2 separate regions of the Sus scrofa genome follow, and region 2 is linked to region 1. The links are chromatin contacts, called in public Hi-C maps. All regions are on one chromosome and are shown on one strand. The core of a region is the stretch at or near the end of the contact, and the rest is flanking DNA. Distances in the headings are between cores, read along the strand shown.

Region 1 (6,106 bases), core at 1,254-3,753:
TTCTGAGCCACACAGTCCCCTGTGCTATTATCTCACCTTTCTCTCTTGGAAGTTGTCATGTTTTATAAAACACCAAGAACCCAGTGGACCTAGTATTTCATCTGTCCTGCCATCACCTTCCTGCCCCCTTAGGGTCACAGCATGGAGATTCAGATCTTTCCTTCAGGCCAAGACCAACTCCAGCCACAAACCTGGCTGGTGGAAGAGATTGTATGAGCACCTTTCTTCCCTTCCTTTAATTTTTTTCTTACTCCTTTTTGAGAGAAGGAATGTCAGCATAGGCAGCACAACGAAACAGCTGCCGCAAATCCCGTGTTCGGTATATAGGCTGCTGGGACAGGATGAATGGTTACTCCAGCTTCAAAGGGAGCGCACCTCTTATCACCTCCCTGAAAAGCTGTGAGTAATGATGTAATTGTGGTTTCGCCATAGCCATGCCCCTTTGAAGGCCTGCGTGCCTGGACTCGGATGTAGGTGTTTGGGTGAAAGGGAGAGAAAAAGATTGTCTTTCCTATCCTGCATGAAAGGGCACTTCTCTAACAGCTCAGCTCTCCAATGCATGTAAAACCGCGTAACTAGAAAATACCATCCATTAAATCGTTCAAGGTCCTTTATTCAAAAGCCTCTGTGACAAATTATTTTCAGAGCTCAGTGTCAGAAAAGCTTTGCCTCTGCTGAGTAATTGGCCTGCTTGCTTCTTCTAGAGAAAAGAAGTCACATAGCTCGTCGTTATTTTCCTCTTTGCCTTGGTTACTAGGAAGCTAAATTTGCATGCAAACCCAAACCTTTTTTCTTCCGTGTTTTTGCTAAAAATAGAATTTTCACCTGTCTTTCCCCTCCCTGCCTTTACCCCTACTCAATCTGATAGACCCCAATGCTATTCAAAAGCCACATTCGCAAAGTGTATAGCAAACTAAGAATAACAGCTATTATTCACATGAGATGTTCTGTAATAGTTGATCTGTAGTTTACACCACAGATTTCTTGCCTTTTTGATCATTCCTTCCCTATCCCTCCCCGCCTCTCACCCCAGACCTCTTTTTTCAACCTAAGACACATCAGAAAGGGGAGCAGTGCCTTCACTGGGTCACAGGATGCAGACGGAAATTCTGAGACAATCTCTTCATGATAAAGGGGTGTTCGCTTTTCTGCCTTTTCTTCGTTTTAATTTACTAGCTAAAACGCACATCTGTCTCATTAAAGCTGGTATTATCTCAGTTGCAGATGATTTTTCTGTATTCCCAGGTGAACTTTGCCTCTAAAAACTGGATATTATGGGTTATCTGTCGGGAGCATCATGTCCAGAAATCCTTGATCATTAAGGATGCTTTAGATTTCAAATATTCTGATTCTTTCCCATTAAAAAATAAAAAAGTCCCAGAAGTTCCTATAATTTGGTGTCCACAATACAGCTCACAAAATATCTCTTATACTTGGTCATGGGTCAAAAATCTCAGGTTAAATTATACATCCTGATTTAGACTTTGGAGAATGACCACTAGAGCTGCAAGTTTTAAAAGAGGCATAGTTAAAAAAAAAAAAAAAAAAAAAAAAGGAGTTCCCATCATGGCTCAGTGGTTAATGAACCAGACTAGTAACCATGAGGTTGCAGGCCAGGAGCTGTGGTGTAGGTCACAGATGCGGCAAGACCCCGAGTTGCTGTGGCTGTGGTGTTGGCCGACAGCTGTAGCTCCAGTTAAATCCCTAGCCTGGGAACCTCCATATGCTGTGGGTGCGGCCCTAAAAAGACAAAAAGACCAATAAATAAATAAATAAATAAATAAATAAAATAAGTAAAATAAGTAAAAGAGGCATAGTTACAGGAGTTTGGAGAAATCGAACTGCTGTGAGAAATGGCGAGACCGTCCAGAGGGCTCCTCTATTAGTGAAGGAGGAGTCTTAGCATCCACAGTTATCCACCCCTAGAGCCACTTCCACGTCCTCAGATTTCATATCAGAGGATTCAGTGAACTGAGTATAGAAATTTTGATCCTCAGTTGTCTGCAGTTGGCTGAATCCATGGATGTGAAACCTGCAGAGAGGGTCAACTGTATATTTAAGAAAAAAAATCCAGGTACAAGAGCACCCACGAAGGTCAGACGTGTGCTGTTCAAGGGTCAATTGTATTTTCTTACCGATTCTATTTTCTTACCGATTCCATTACTGATGACATTCTTCCCCAGACAGTGAATCATTCCAAGACAATCTGGGGTCCAATGGAGGACAAGGTATTTTGCAAATATGCTAATCCTTTCTGTGCTATCCCTTCGTGATTGGTCCATTCACAGTTACAATGTTAAAAAAGTTTGCTCTAGCAACATCTCTCTCTATATTACTATTTCCACTGTATAGATTGAAAAAACAGAAGCTCGGTGGGTCCAGGGGCCAGTCCCAGGTTGACTGGTAAAGTTTTCCTTCACCAGGGCTCTGCCCCTCCCAGGTAAAAAAGAATAAAGTGGCACTTGTGTTATCACTCATCACGCAGCCTGTAAGGGTTAGCTTGATTCACCTGCCTTAAGCAATACACAAGCATGAGTGTGTACATGTAAATGAACAGTCACACACTAAAGAGCTGTTAGCTGGATACTTGCTCTGGAGAGAATTTGTAAAGCTCGATCCAGAAGGGAAGGTCTTATGCAACAGTCCTATTAATAATCTACAAAACTAACTAAATTGATTAGGTCACTGTAACATTTCACTAAAAATAACAGAGGAAACTAATAATTTTGCAGTGATTGCTACTGCCCACGTGAAGCAATTACTGAGGCAAACAATAAACATTATTTTAGGCTTTCATATAATCATTAATAGATCTAGGAAAAGAACACAAAAAAGCAGGTATGGGGCATTTTTTGTTGGAATTGTCTGAATAATTATTTCTAAATATTTCTAAATATATCAATATGTATATATCGCTATGTGCTAGATGAAGAATTGAACATATTTAAAGAATTTCAAGTAAAAGTTTTATTCTTTGTAATTGGTCTTAAATGATAGCATTTTTCAAAGTGGAAGTCCATCCGATGTTTTTGTTAGTGGAGGCAAAGGGGACAGAACCTACTTTCTGGAAGCCAGCAGTGGGGGCATTGGCTGACCGTAAGTATCAATACATATCAATGAGACATTCAGCCCCTTCCTTGCCCCCTGTTCTCATCATTTTCAGGCTCTTGAACCTACTGTTAAGTAAGGAATCTTCTCCTCTCTCCAAAAGATTCCTTTAAAGAATTTCTGCTCTTGCTTAGCCTTGTTGTTCTTCCAATGTTCTATTATGTAAATAAGGATTGTTTGCCTTTCAAATTCTTGCTCCAGCTGCCTTTTTTTTTTTTTTTTTTTTTTTGATAATAGGATTGGTTTCTATCTTGGGCAAACATTCTTCTCATTCATTAAAAGAAATGTAATGACTGTTCAGGCATGGAATTCCTCAGTTCTTCAAATGGGTGACCTTTTTGCATCTTCAGGAACCTGAGAGCTGGATCAGCCTCTCTTGGCTGGTGAGTTACTCTCAGCTTAGATGTATTTTCAGGAGCAAGATCTTTGTCATCATCATTCTTTGGACATTTTGTCCTTAATCTCACGTATCATTTCTCTAAAATATCGAGATGACTTTATTCAGCAATTACTGAGGTACGGTTCCCAAACTCAGGTTTGTGTGCCCAAGGCACAGTGAGGCCACACAATGGAAATGTAGTTTGGAGCAGAGAAAGGCTTATTTCAGGGCCAAGCAAGGAGAACAGGTGGCGAATGCTCCAAACCCCTGAACTCCAGGAAGGGTTTCAGCAAAGCATTTTTTTTTGTTTGTTTGGTTGGTTGGTTGGTTTTTTGTCTTTTTGCCATTTCTAGGGCCGCACTCGATGCATATGGAGGTTCCCAGGCTAGGGGTCCAGTTGGAGCTGTAGCCACCGGCCTACGCCAGAGCCACAGCAACACGGGATCCAAGCCGTGTCTGCAACCTACACTACAGCTCACAGCAAAGCCAGATCCTTAACCCACCGAGCAAGGCCAGGATCGAACCTACAACCTCATGGTTCCTAGTCAGATTCATTAACCACTGAGCCACGAAGGGAACTCCTTTTTTTGTTTGTTTGTTTGTTTGTTCGGCAAAGCATTTTTAAAGGCCAAGTGAGGTAGCAGGGCTCTGGGGTAGATGCTCAGCTCATGTACAATTCTGATTGGTTGATGGCACGGTTACAGGGCGGGATCACAGGGGTAAACATTATTAATCCTTAGGCTCCAATAGGTCTGGGGGCTATGTGGTCATGATCACCAAGCAGATAATTTCTTCCATGTGGTGGTGGATTTTAGTATCTGAAACACAACTCAGGAAATGTGCCTGAGAGATATTATCATCCTGGTATTTCCGAGAGGAGCCACAGCAGAAGATATGGGGGCAGGGCTTTTCCTGGGAAGGCCCCATAGGGTCCGGCTCACTTGCGCTACCTCAGGCATCTTCCCAAAGGGATAGACTTTTTCTCTGCAAGGAAATGTTTGCATTACTCTTGGGACCTTGGAACAGTTCTTTTCCCTTCACAACGTGAAGGATGGCCTCTCTCCTTGACCTCTGAAACAAGAGGATATTTTAAGGAAACTGTGAGCGTTGATATTTAGGTAATAGAAAGAGATATTTGAGAAGTAGAACACAAGCCTCATACTCATGAGGAGTTTATTAACTGGATGGAACAAAGACAATATAAAAGTGTCAAGTGAACACGTACATATGGAAACAGACACTGCAAGGAAGGAAGCACCAAGGAGTCGACTAGACCTGGGTCAGAAAACATTTTCTCTAAAGGATCAGATGATATATATTTCAGGTTTGCAGGCCATACGGTCTTTTTACAGCCCTTCAACTCTGCTGTTTCAGGGCAAAGGTAGCCACAGACAATAATGAGTGTGACTGTGTTCTAATAAAATTTTATTCATAAAAACATATGGTGGCCTGTGGGCCATAGATTGCTGATCTCTGTCCCAGACCATACTCCACTCAATGCAGAAACCTCTTTCGTAGCACCCAGATCATTCTATAGGGTTTTTTGGCTTTTTTTTTTTTTTTTTTTTTTTTTTTGTCTTTCGTCTTTTTGAGGGTCGCTCCAGTGGCACATGGAGGTTCCCAAGCTAGGGGTCTAATCGGAGCTGTCGCTGCCAGCCTATGCCGGAGCCACAGCAACGCAGGATCCGAGTTGTGTCCTTGACCTACACCACAGCTCATGGCCACACTGGATCCTTAACCCACTGAGCGAGGTCAGGGATCAAACCTGCAACCTCATGGTTTCTAGTTGGATTCGTTTCCACTATGCCATGACGGGAACTCCAGATCATTCTATGTTAAGACAGCTGTAGTACCTGGAGGTTTTCCTTATACAAAGCTACCCCGAGTCTCTCTGAAAATCCCACCCATTGTTACCACCACCGTCTCTGACCTGGGCCATGGCAGTAGCCTTCTGACTGTCTCCTTGGTACTACCTTGCCCTTCCTATGATCTATACTTCCCCCAGCAGCCACTTGAATCATCCTCGTAAAATGTAAGTCAAATCACATCATTCTCCAGCTCAAGCTCCCCTGATATTTTCCTGTAACATAAAGAGTAAATCAAGATGCGTTACCTTGGCCCTGAATCCTGGCCCATGATTGTGTCTCCAGCCTCATTTCCTGCTTCTCATTGGTCTCTGGCCACACTAGCCTCTTAATGTTTTCCAAATATGTTATGAGTAGTCCCAACTCGGGACCTTTGCACTTGTTTATCTGCCTGCCTGCCTGGAATTTCTTCCCCTAGACACCCACAGGGCTTTCTTCTTCCCTTCATTCAGGTCTCTGTTCAAATATCACCATCTCGGAGTTCCTGCCATGGCTCAGCAGTAACAAACCCAACTAACATCCTTGAGGATGTGGGTTTAATCCCTGACCTTGCTCAGTGGGTTAAGGATCTGGCATTGCTGTGGCTGTGGCGTAGGCCAGCAGCTACATCTCCAGTTTGGCCTCTAGCCTAGGAACCTCCATATGCTGCAGGTGTGACCCTTAAAAGACAAAAAAAAAAAAAAAAAAGAAAGAAAAAAAAAATCACCGTCTCACTTCTTTAGTGGTCAGGCCCCATGCTTTATTTATTTTTTTA
Region 2 (6,589 bases), core at 3,145-5,644, 140 kb before region 1:
CTTGGGCTTAGTGAAAAAAGTTTATCTTATTTGGATGTTGGGAAAACAAAGATGGTTGAACAGTCAACTATGCTCATTTGATCTAGATGGACCCTGGAGGGTCTGGTGCTGAGTTCTCTTGGCTGTGTTTTTATTTTTGCAGTGGCTGCTCGGAAGCTCGGGTTTCTCTTTGTGGCTTAAGTGGACACTCCATCTGATTTTGAGTTCTTGATAAAATTAACTTCTTCCTCTCTAGTGTTTCCTCCAATTTTAATGGTTATTAATCCCTGAATTGATTTTAATTTGCCATGTTTCTGGCTACAATATATGAAAGTATCAGGTTCATTGCCTATTATCTGTTAATCTGACATTTTCAATAGGTTGGTTTTTGTTGCTGTTTACATTTTTACGTCTTTGTTGAGCAATTTTTCATGTTATTTTCTCCTATAAACGTGCTCTATGTTCTGCCCCATTAATTTGATATTAATGCTTATTAATTGATCTGTATGATTTCTTTAAATATTAAAAGGATTTACCTTTGCATTGTAAACAATTTTTTCAGACATTGCCCAATAGTGTGTGCTTTTATTTTAAGTTACCAGGAAAAAGCTGGGCAGAGAACAAATTAATTTAATTTCTTATTTTTGTACTACAATGGGTATTTATGGAGCAGTCTTTTTGATGTTCCACTTTATCTGCATTCGGTTTCTGGTGCTAAGAGCAGTAGCATTTATTAAGTGGTTATGATGTGCTAGACACTGTTCTTTATAAGTAATAATTTATTTCATAACAATATTACGAGGTAGATATTATTATCTCCATTTTACAGATAAAACTGAGGCCCAATTAAAAACTGCAGGGCTTACCCAGCTAGCAAATGATGGAGCCAGGGGTCAAACTTGAATCTTATAGGACAGTGGTTCTTCATCAGGGAATGATTTTAGCCACCGGGGAGAGAGGGAAGGTCTGGAAACACTTTTGGTTGTCACAACTGGGCAGTTGCTCACTACTGCATAGTAAGCAGAGGCCAGGGAAGCCACTCAGCCTCCTACACTGCAAGGGGCAAAGAATGATCTGGCTCAGGTGTCAGTAGTGCCAGGCTTGAGAAATCCCATGTAGACCAGCCGTCATATCATCTCCTTAGGATTCCTGAGAGCTCTTTAACTTGGTTCTCCATCCTCTGTCTGCCTGTACAACTGAAATGTCTCAGAATGGGGTGGACAACCGAATCCACAGTGGCTGGTCTTAGGGAAGGGAGTGCAGGCATCCAGAGGGGGTCCTTGGCTCGGGGAAGCCTGAAGGGTAGACACCTCCTGGGAAGAGGGGTGCTGATCCCTGAGGCAGAAAGCAGGAAGCCTTCAGGTTCATTATCATGGCCAGGCCCATTGTCATGGCTGGTCCCAAGAGGGGCAGGGGCTGCAGCAGGAGCTTGTGGCCTTGTTACCTCAGGGAGGAGTGCTCCCTCCCCTGCCAGGAACCAGCCCCCAACACAGCCCTTTGCAGGCTGGCTCACCTGCTCCTCCCTCTGCCCTTGGCTCCCCAGCGCTAACCCAGCATCTGACCTGGTCTAGCTCTCTGAGAGCTGGTGCCTCCTGCCCACCGACCTCACCTGGCCACTGACCCCAGCCGTCCCTGGAAGTCCGTGCCCCAGCCATACCGCTGGGCCCTCAAGCGGAAGTCTCAGATGCAGTCTTCCAGAGGATATGGCAGAAGAATGTTCCTAATCCTGGCAGCTGGGACATTGCTTTTGGAAGGCAGTGCTGTGGCGAGAACACTGCACGAGGAGCTGGCAGACCTAGGCTGGTGGCTTCGTGCATTTGGAAGCCCCGCATGCCACTCCATGCGGGTTACATCTGTCTCCTCCACGGGGCCTGGCACTGGGCTTTGCGTGGGGCTGGCTGTCAACAGTTATTTGTTTGGTGGAATAAATGCATCACTGCTCTGCTCTCCGATCTGGACAGATTGAAATCACCTCCGCAGAGGGACCTGGGTGGCGGCAGCTGACTGCTGCACGGCAGAGGATTCAGGGTCCCTGGCGATCTGTGCAGGGTACAGGACTCAAGGGCTGACCAGCCTCCTCCTGTCTTCAGGGCAGGCGCCTGGACCCGGTGCTGAGCCTGCTCTTGCCTGCGGGCTTGTCTTAGCCCGCCTCATTCTACCTCCCCACCGCACACACCTGGGCCTGAAGACCTTGGAGGCAAGAGGCTGTTAGTAAATTAAACGGAAACTCAGTGGGGGCCGACTCTGTGCCAAATACTGGGCCAAGCACAGCAGACACAGGAATGAATAAGAAAGATGTGCCCCTGACTAGTGGGGAGTAGAAATTTTCAACTAGTAAATATTAGTGGAATGTGTATAATGAAGTACAGGTTTTTTTTTTTTTGTTTTTGTTTTTTTTTTTTTTTTTTTTTACTGTTTATTATTGACATATAGAAATGCTAGAAATTCAGCGGATACAATTTCCATCACAGGGCGTTCCCGTTGGTTGTGGCTCAGCGGAAATGAATCTGACTAGCATCCATGAGGTTGCGGGTTCGATCCCTGACGTCACTCAGTGGGTTAAGGATCTGTCATTCCTGTGAGCTGTTGTGTAGGTTGCAGATGCAGCTTGGATCTTTCGTGGCTGTGGCTGTGGTGTAGGCCGGTGGCTATAGCTTCTATTGACCCTAGCCTGGGAACTTCCATATGCCGTGGGTGCGGCCCTAAAAAGATGAGAAAAAAAAATTCATCACAGAAGCCACATTAGTGTCCCTTTCTCTGTACTGTTTCTGCCCAGAGGCAAATGTGGCGGTTACATGTACGACCTGTTTCAGCAGGTTACATTCACCCCAAAAAGTCTGGCCCCGTGGTCTGCTCTGATATAGTTAAAAGAGTACTACGTTCTAAAAAGATCTCTTTTTTGGTTTATTTGGCTGGGCCTGTGGCATGTAGAAGTTCCTGGGCCAGGGATTGAACCTGAGCCACAGCAGTGATGAAGACAAATCCTTAACCTGCTAAGCCACCAGGGAACTCCTATGCATTCTCTCTCTCTCTCTCTTTTTTTTTTTTTTTTGCCTTTTAGGGCCGCACCTGCAGCTTATGAAAGTTCCAGGCTAGGGGTCGAATCAGAGCTACAGCTGCCGGCCTACACCATAGCAACATCAGATCCGAGCCACGTCTGCAAACTACACCACAGCTCACAGCAACACAGGATCCTTAACCCACGGAGCGAGGCCAAGGATTGAACCTGCAACCTCATGGTTCCTAGTCGGATTCATTTCCATTGTGCCATGATAGGACCTCCAGTATACATTCTCTTTTAAAAAAATGTTTATTCCTTTCCATTATGGTTTATCCCAGGAGATTGGATAGAGCTCCCTGTGCTATACAGCAGGGCCTTATTGTTTATCCATTCCAAATGTCATAGTTTGTTTTGCATCTACGAACCTCAAACGCCGGTTGCATCCCTCTCCCTCCCCCATGCCTTGGCAGCCACGAGTCTGTTCTCCTTGTTTGTGTGTCTGTTTCTGTTTTGTAGATGGGTTTGTTGAGCAAAATTTTAGAATATTTATCACCACCAATATCAGCCCCATTAGTAATCCCCCTCCCCCCAAGCCCTGGCAATAGCTAATCTACTTTCTATCTCTGTAGATTTATCCGTTCTGGACATTTTTCATAAATGGAATCATATGTGGTCTTTTGTGTTGGCTTCTTTCACTTAGCATAATATTTTCAAAGTTCATTCCTGCTGTAGCATGTATCCATATTTCATGCTTTTGTATGGCTTAATGATAATCCAATGTATGGATATACTACGTTTCAGTGACTCATCTATCAGTTTATGGACATTTGAGTTGTCTTCGCTGTTTGGCTATCATGAGGAGTGCTGCTATGAACACTGATGTGCAAATTTTTGCATAGACTTAGCATTTTTCTTGGATATATACCTAGACGTGGAATTGCTAGGTCATAGGGTATGATTGGGGTTATTTCTTTTTAGGGCTGCACCCGTGGCATATGGAGCTTCCCAGGCTAGGGGTCAAACTGGAGCTGCAGCTGCTGGCCTACACCACAGCCACAGAAATGCCAGATCCGAGCTGCCTCTGTGACATATACCGCAGCTCTGAGCAAAGCTGGATCCTTAACCCACTGAGAGGGGCCAGGGATCAAACCCCGGTCCTCATCCTCAGGACACTAGTTGGGTTCGTTACCACTGAGCCACAACGAGAACTGCTGAATGGGGTTCTTGATTGCAAACAGCAGAATCTTCCCTGACACTCTTAAGCAAAGAAGAAATTACCAGCAAGAATATCAGAATCCTCCAAGGGAGAGGCTGAAGGGCTGGGCCTGGAAAATGGGACAAGAGCCATCGGTCGGTCGGTCAGTGGCCAGGCAATGAAGCCGTAGGCAGGGCCACCCCATGGAAGTGCTTGGGCTGGCACAACTTGGCAGCCTGCCCGCTGGCTCTCGCCCAAGGTCCCAGTCTAGGAGAGAGTCTGCAGTTGGTCAGGTCTGTGTATCCACTCCCCCTCTCCCCACAGCTCTGGGTCAGGGAAAGGCATGATCTGGTCACTTCAGCCCCCACTGCGGCAGGGCAGCCATCTACAACGGGCAGTTTTCCCCAAAGGGCAAGGAAGGCAACGACGTGAAGTTGGAGAGAATGAACACCCCCCAAACGACAAATGTCTGCTACACCTGGGCCAGATTATGAGGGGCCAGACCCAGCCTCCTGGAGGAGCAGACCTAGCACACCTGGGGCAGGAGGGGCAGATGGAACGCAGTGCGGAGCGGGGAGGAGGTAAGGAGAGCAGGTGGGGAGGCTTAGCTATAGGATGGCCTCTGGTTGGGCCCCAGACTGATCTAGAAGTGGGGAAGGGCTTTCTGCCTCTCTATTGCCCCCTCATCTCTACTTTTCCTCCATTCTTTTTTTTCTTTTTTTTTTTTGTGTCTTGCCTTTTCTAGGGCTGCTCCCGCGGCATATGGAAGTTCCCAGGCTAGGGGTCTAATCAGAGCTGCAGCCACCGGCCTACGCCACAGCCACAGCAATGCCAGATCCGAGCCGCGTCTGCGACCTACACCACAGCTTACAGCAACACCGGATGCTTAACCCACTGAGCAAGGCCAGGGATGGAACCCGCAACCTCATGGTTCCTAGTCGGATTCGTTAACCACTGCGCCACGATGGGAACTCCTTTTCCTCCATTCTTCTGTCCTCCCTTTCTGGCTTCTTTTGGCCAGATTTTGAAGACCCTGAGAGGGATATATATACACACACTGGGCGAATTCACTAGGCTGTAATCTCCATGAGAACAAGGGACTAAATCTGCCTTTTTCCTCATAGTAGCTACACTGCGTAGAACAGTGCCTGACACAGAGTAGATGCTCAATAAACACCTACTGAAATCTTGAAAGATTATGGGCAAAAAGTAGTTGAGAAAAAACAATGCCACATCATACAGACTGAATTATTATTCTCCATTCTTTGCCCTTTCCCTGTTCTAGTTACTCTACATGCATAACCTTTGCCATTTGACTTGGCAATACCTGTTACCAGAACAGGTGAGGGATATTTCCTTGTCCCCTTGATGCTGGGCATGGCCATGTGATTTGATTTGGCCAATGAATTGTTAGTGGACATGAGGCCAGCAAAGCTGGGTTATGCTTGCGCAATTCACTTGGCCTCATGCCTTTCTCCATCTGCCTTGAGAGCCTGGGTAGCCTCTGGGTAGCCGCTGGTCTAAGAAAAATGAGGAGGTTTATGAGCCAGTCTGAACACCACCTGCAGCTGGAGCCAAACCCAGGGGTCTTGGGAGAGCCACAGCAGATCCACAGACCTGAGAGGGAGAAAAATGAATGTATAAATGACTTTGGGAATTCCCTGACAGCCCAGCAGGTTAAGGATCCAAAATGCTCACTGTTGTGGCACAGGATTCAATCCCTGACCTGGGAACATCTCCATGTTGCGGGCATGGCCAAAAGCAAAAACAAAAACAAAAAACACTAAATAAATAAACAAATGACTTTGGAGTCCAAAGACCTAATTTGAATTTGAGCTGATTAATTTTATTATCCTGTACTTAATATCTCCGTGTCTCTTTCCATGTCCATTAAGTGAGGATAGCACCTACCTTGTGTAGCGTCGGCAGAGAACACATTTAGCTGCAGAGCCTCACAGCAGGGCTTGGTAGATTGTCAGCCGCCCAAGAAGCATCCACGCTTCCCCTCTCACACAGTCCCAATTTTCACGACGGTTTCACACACATACCACCCCCCCGCCCCATGCTTCCCGGGACTCTGAGTTCCCCCTGAACTTTGGAGCTGATTGGTGGAGGAGTCTTGATTGATGTAGGGCAATCCCAACCCTCTGGCCCATATTACTGGCTCACGAACCAGGTGTGTGCCAGTAGAAAAGGGCACGGGTCCAGCCCTGGCCATGTGCTCAGGCACAGGCGGGTGGATCAGTCAGGCTCTTAGCTGCAGTAACAGAAGCTGACTCTGGGTGATTCAGCACTTTAAAAGTTTACTGAAAGGACAATGGGTGGCTCAGAAGATCCTAGGGAGAGCTGGAGAGCCAGGCTCCAGGCCAAGCTGGCCCACACCACTCCCCCGTTCAAAGCTGCGAGAGAAAGGC

What was found. A called contact is a pair of places that touch in the nucleus more often than the background predicts.
Region 2: a Hi-C map of liver shows a contact between it and region 1, with 9 times the contacts expected there. The contact joins two enhancer-like sites. A contact is called at or near these places in 1 of 5 promoter capture datasets (liver) and 7 of 47 Hi-C or Micro-C datasets (embryonic fibroblasts, heart right ventricle, liver and 1 more).

The regions. Positions count from the first base shown.
Region 1 is chr4:107,186,983-107,193,088 of Sscrofa11.1, reverse strand. No RefSeq gene overlaps it. Among named protein-coding and RNA genes, the nearest start is that of TRNAE-UUC, 13 kb to the right of the region's middle. Within about 2 kb of position 2,503, at least 5 of the 83 cell types and tissues checked have an H3K27ac peak or open chromatin away from gene starts, as enhancers often do. A contact at or near this core is called in liver, where this site is marked.
Region 2 is chr4:107,330,481-107,337,069 of Sscrofa11.1, reverse strand. The region is part of intron 1 of LOC110260343 (a long non-coding RNA gene); the gene reads left to right. Among named protein-coding and RNA genes, the nearest start is that of TRNAE-UUC, 160 kb to the right of the region's middle. Within about 2 kb of position 4,394, at least 6 of the 83 cell types and tissues checked have an H3K27ac peak or open chromatin away from gene starts, as enhancers often do. A contact at or near this core is called in liver, where this site is marked.